Regions from separate parts of the Ovis aries genome. Here region 2 is linked to region 1. The links are chromatin contacts, called in public Hi-C maps. All regions are on one chromosome and are shown on one strand. The core of a region is the stretch at or near the end of the contact, and the rest is flanking DNA. Distances in the headings are between cores, read along the strand shown. Region 1 holds the start of POGLUT3 (protein O-glucosyltransferase 3). Region 2 holds the start of DDX10 (DEAD-box helicase 10).

Region 1 (2,700 bases), core at 88-2,587:
TTTTTAGAAAACAAAGAAAACTATAAAGAAGAAAATACACTCCGTGGTGAAAGACTACATCTGGGTTTAAGGATCTTCTGATCCTTAGGGCCATGGAGACTTCTTAAAAAACCAAAGTACTCAGTTTTCCACTGGCGGTGGAAAGGGCGCTGGGTATTCTGATTGTCTCTTTGTTGACAAAACCGGGTGCCAGTTGACAGGACATAAATCAGCAAATCCTGACTAGCAACAATTCGAAACTAGCAGGACAAGCTGTTTAGAAGTCGCAAACTTAAGATACTAAGGAGAACCTGGGAGGACGACTGGGCAGAAGGGATTCAGGACAGGACCAGAGGGAAAACCTAGTTAGTTCCGAGTTTCACTAATTCCTGCGATCCGCTTTCAAGAACTCGAAACTCTAAGAAAACAAAAAATCTAGCCTGCAAAACTGCCTCCTAAATTGCCTGCTTCTCTGACATCTGCTTTTTGTAGGATCAGGCCTAAACAACGCACCCCGATCCGATTCTCGGGCTGGATGACTCAACGCGTGAAGGCACTCCCTGCAAGCTGTAACAGATCAGACAACTCGTCAAGCGTAGAAAGACCACCTCCAACTTGTGACTCACACTGCTTTCATGAACACCCCGGGCGCCATCCATACGGATTATCAGTCCCCGCACGTTAACTGCGGAAGGGAGCTCGGAGTTCATTTATTCATTCAGTAGACTTGCGCTGCAACTCCCTTCCGCCTTTGGGTCTGGGAAGGGAGGAGAAGAGGAGGTGACCAGCGCCGAGGGAAGGACGCCGCGCGGGCGGCGGGCGGGTTCCCGGGGAGGGGCGCGCGGTCGAGGCCGGGACGCGTGCAGGGGAAGCGCGGAGCGGCCGCAGGGCGGGGGAGGTCCGCGGTCGAACACTACCTGGGGGCGAGCGGGTGAGGTTTTGGCCCTCCGAGCTGACAGCCTGCAGGTAGAAATAGCGGACCGGCAGAACGACGCCCGCCTGCAGCCCGGGGCCCCACACCAGGCTCCGCGGCGCGCTGAGCGGCGCCTCCAGGGCCCCTGAGGCCACGAGCAGGGCGAGTTGCAGCGCCAGCAGCCGGGCCCGCGGCAGATGGCGCATGGTCTCAGGGCCACGGCGCCCCAGCTCGGCGGCGGCGGCGGGGAGGTGCCGGGCGCGCGGCGGGCCGGGAGCGGGGCCCACTCCGGGGCGGGCTTCGCTCCGCCGCCCGCGGCTCCGCCCCTGGTTCCCACTCGGCCGGAAGGCGAGGGCCAGCCCGTCGCAGAGGGGCCGGGCGCGGCCGCGGGGCCGCAATGGACTCGGCTCTCCCGCTCCAGGCCCAGCAACCGGCAGCGCGGGTCTGAGGACCAGGGCGGAGGGGGCGCTGCTGAGACCGGCGTGCTTGAGGCTGTGCCCTGCTGCCGCTTCTGCTGCTGGAGTTTGGCAACTCGTCAGAGGAAACTTGTCTTTTTTAAAGGACGCACAGGATGATTGCTGTAGAGAAAAGGCCCAGTGGCGAAGAGCTTACGCGAACGCCTTCAAACAACGAATTTCACTGGGTTTAAAAGACGCAGAGCAAAATGTCATTCCCGATTCCCGTCCAAGGCCAACTCTCCCAGCCCTTCCGTTCACAACAGCACCCATCAAACTGTATTACCTGTCTTGTTTTCTGCTCAGCAGTCTCCCTCACTAAACTGTAACTCCCTCCAGTCTCCGAAATCCCCTAAACCCTATACTTCCCTTCTTTCAACAAATGTTTGTTCAACCTTTGCTGAGTTGGAGCCAAGCCTCAAGCGAGGAACCAAAAGTTGCGCTCAGTAGCAGGAGTCAGAGTTGAGGCTGGTGGGTGAGCATCACCTCAGAGTCAGAAACTGCTGTCCCGTAACCGACGGGGGTTGATTGGTCTTGAATGCGCCTCGGTCCTCAGATGCTGGACGTTGGATCTGGGGAAAGACTGGCAAGGACTCTGGTAGCGGGAAGTCACTGACTACCTTTCTCTTCCCACCATTTTGATCTTGGATGGGCAACAGTAAGTTTCAGTGTCCCAAAGAGAGATCTTAGTTCCCTCCACAGGAAATGAACCAGGGTAACCTAGATGAAAACCAGGAATCTTAGCTACTAGACCACCAGGTAGAAATAGACTTAAGTGCTCCTGCTCATAGAGGTAGAAAGGAGGGAGGACCCATCCCCCTACCTCCCAGCACCTTCTGGACTTCCTGTTAGGTGAAAATGACAAACCTCCTACTTAATTTAGTGAAGTCACTCAGTCATGAGGGATTCTTTGCGACCCCATGGACTGTAGCCTGCCAGGCTCCTCCGTCCATGGGGTTTTCCAGGCAAGAATACTGGAGTGGGTTGCCATTTCCTTCTCCAGGGTAACCTTCCCAACCCAGGGATCGAACCCTGGTCCCCGGCACTGCAGGCAGACTCTTTACTGTCTGAGACACCAGGGAAGCCCAGGAGCTAGAAGCTGAAAGCAAAGTGGCTCTTACCCTAATCTGAAAGTTTCAAGGAGGTAAAAACTAAAAAAGGTACAAAGTTTATTATTAAAGACACAGCACAACAAGTGGGAGAGCACACAGAGAAGCAGTTTATTTAAGTCAGAAACTAGGCAGAAATATACACCCGAAGAGAGAAGGTGTGGGCACCCTCTCTAATGAGTAAACAGGTAAAGTAAATCACACATATAAGACAGTCCTTCTGGGTCTTTGTTGTTTAGTCACT
Region 2 (2,700 bases), core at 158-2,657, 170 kb after region 1:
GGAATGCTGGGTCCTATGATTGTTCTTTTTTTAGAGAAACCTCCATAATGTTTCCCAGCTGCACCAATTTACATTCCCACCAACACTGTATGAGGGTTTCCTTTTTCCTACATTCTTACCAACATTTGTTATTTGTTAAAACTCAGATTTGTTTTTTTAAAAAAGGGGGGGCATCCTCTGACTCTGCAGTCAAAATAAGATCCCCAAAGTACATATTTTATCACAATAATTTAGCAATTAGATGATTATGTAATAGTGCCTGTTTCTTTGTTCTCATAAAATGTCATTAGGCAAAAATAGTCAATGTTGAAATTTAGCAGTTTTGGGGGGTATATACTCTTTCGAACTTTTACACATTTGAGATAAAATACAAAGCTCTTATGTTATATCTTGCAACGAAGACCCAACACAGTCAAATAGATACATATTAAAAAATAAAAATAAGCAGCACAGGTGGAAGTTTTGGAAACTTTTTTAAAAATAGAAACTTTCTAAAATAGTGAAAACTTATTAGATTCTGTTTATTGTACCTTGAAGGAATTTGTTCTTATTGAAAACTATCAATGAATGAAAAAAATGCAAATAGGTGCAAAGATTGGTATTTATCATGTTTCAAGAAATGATAAAGAGAATGAAAATGTATGTCAGCAAAATGTTAAACGTTCAAAATTGAAGTTGGATTTCAAAAGCATACATGCAGCTATTAGTGCTATGGACTAAAGACTATGTACGTGCTCACTCGTTCAGTCGTGTCGGACTCTGCCACCCCATGGACTGTAGCCCGCCAAGCTCCTCTGCCTATGGGAGTTTTCAGGCAAGAATACTGGAGTGGGTTGCCGTTTTCTGCTCCAGGGGATCTTTCCGACCCAGGGAATGAACTTGGGTCTCCTAGGTGTATTTTTCACCATTGAGCCACCTGGAAACCCCACAGACTCTATACTTAGAGGGTAAAATATTAAAAAACAACAACAAAGAATTAACACAATAGCAAATCATTCCGCTCCCCGGGCTGAAACGTGAAAAACGAGGATCACAATTCTAATCCACAGATTTTGTGTGGATGTATACTGGGGTTTGCGGGATGTGTGTTAGCCTGCGGTTTTCCAAGGAAAACGCAGGGCAAAGTAACAGCCTTTTAAGAGTTAGGTTGTATGACGTCACCATAGTAACAGCAAGCAGGGCTCGTGCGCCTATTTAAAGCGACTGCATGCTTTAGGAGCCACTCAGCCCGGTCCTCTTCCTCAGACTGCTCCGCCTCTACTTCCACCAGAGACTCATTCGCTCCGCCCCGCGAATTCCAAGTCGCCAATCACCATCCAGTTTTCCCTGGCTGTGGACGGCGCGTGCCCCGGTTTTAAAAGCTCAGGGCGGGGGGGGGTGGGCTTCTGGTTTCGCGCCTGCGCATTCGTGCTCTCGCCCCACGCCGGTTCCGCGTCCTCTCAGTGCGTGATCTCCGCGCCTGGCCCGAGAGGTCTCAAGTCTCACCGAGCTGTGGGCTGTCGCCGTCGCCGCCGCGATGGGAAAAACCGCGGACTCTCGGGCTACGGGAGCCCGGCCCGACCCGGTGCGGAGCTTCAATCGTTGGAAGAAGAAACACAGCCACAAGCAGAGCCAAAAGAAGCAGTTGAGGAAGCAGCTGAAGAAACCCGAGTGGCAGGTCGAGCGCGAGGTTATCAGCCGCCTCATGCAGAATTACGAGAAGGTGAGGCCGGCGCCGGGGAGGGGGCGCGGGGCCGCATGTCCTTGCCGCACTGGGCTGCATGGGCGAGCGGGCCGACCGGTCACTGGGACCTTGCCTGGGGAGCAGGAGAAGGGGGTGGGATGCGAGGTGCCTCCGGGGGCTCCATTGAGGCCACAGGTGGTCTGCTGGGTGCCAAGCCCAGGCCTCCTGACCGACCAGGCCGCCCTCTGGCTCACTACAATGGTTTTGATAAAATGGGGAAAATGTAGTAGTGCTTAAGCATAAGGAGATTAATTGCTATTATAGTTATCAGTTCAGTTCAGTCGCTCAGTCGTGTCCGACTCTTTGTGACCCCAGGACTACTGCAGCACGCCAGACCTCCCTGCCCATCACCAACTCCCGGAGTTTATTCAGACTCTTGGCCATTGAGTCGGTGATGCCATCCAACCATCTTATCCTTTGTCGTCCCCTTCTCCTCCTGCCTTTAATCTTTCCCAGCATCAGGCTCTTTTCAGATGAGTCAGTTCTTCGCATCAGGTGGCCAAAGTATTGGAGTTTCAGCTTCAGCATCAGTCCTTCCAATGAATATTCAGGATTGATTTCCTTTAGGATGGACTGGTTGGCTCTCCTTGCAGTCCAAGGGACTCTCAAGAGTCTTCTCCAACACCACAGTTCAAAAGTATCAATTCTTCGGCGCTCAACTTTCTTCATAGTCCAACTCTCACATCCATACATGACTACTGGAAAAATCATAGCTTTGACTAGACGGACCTTGGTTGGTTAAGTAATGTCTCTGCTTTTTAATATGCTGTCTAGGGTGGTCATAACTTTCCTTCCAAGGCGCAAGCATCTTTTAATTTCATGACTTCAGTCCCCATCTGCAGTGATTTTGTAATGTTCGTAAAAATAATACAACCTAATGGTAAATAATGACACATTGTAAGCCACTCACCATGTGGTTTACATTAATTATTTGACTTGATCTGAGGTATTGGGTCTTATTTCCCTTTTACAGATGA

Evidence for each region. A called contact is a pair of places that touch in the nucleus more often than the background predicts.
Region 2: a Hi-C map of muscle shows a contact between it and region 1, with 2.9 times the contacts expected there. The contact joins the promoter of DDX10 here to the promoter of POGLUT3 in region 1.

The regions. Positions count from the first base shown.
Region 1 is chr15:17,873,477-17,876,176 of ARS-UI_Ramb_v3.0, forward strand. It overlaps POGLUT3 (protein O-glucosyltransferase 3), which reads right to left and starts at 1,338. Exons shown (of 7, transcript XM_060399696.1): 1 at 897-1,338. The coding sequence starts at 1,098.
Region 2 is chr15:18,041,004-18,043,703 of ARS-UI_Ramb_v3.0, forward strand. It overlaps DDX10 (DEAD-box helicase 10), which reads left to right and starts at 1,408. Exons shown (of 18, transcript XM_004016001.6): 1 at 1,408-1,702. The coding sequence starts at 1,517.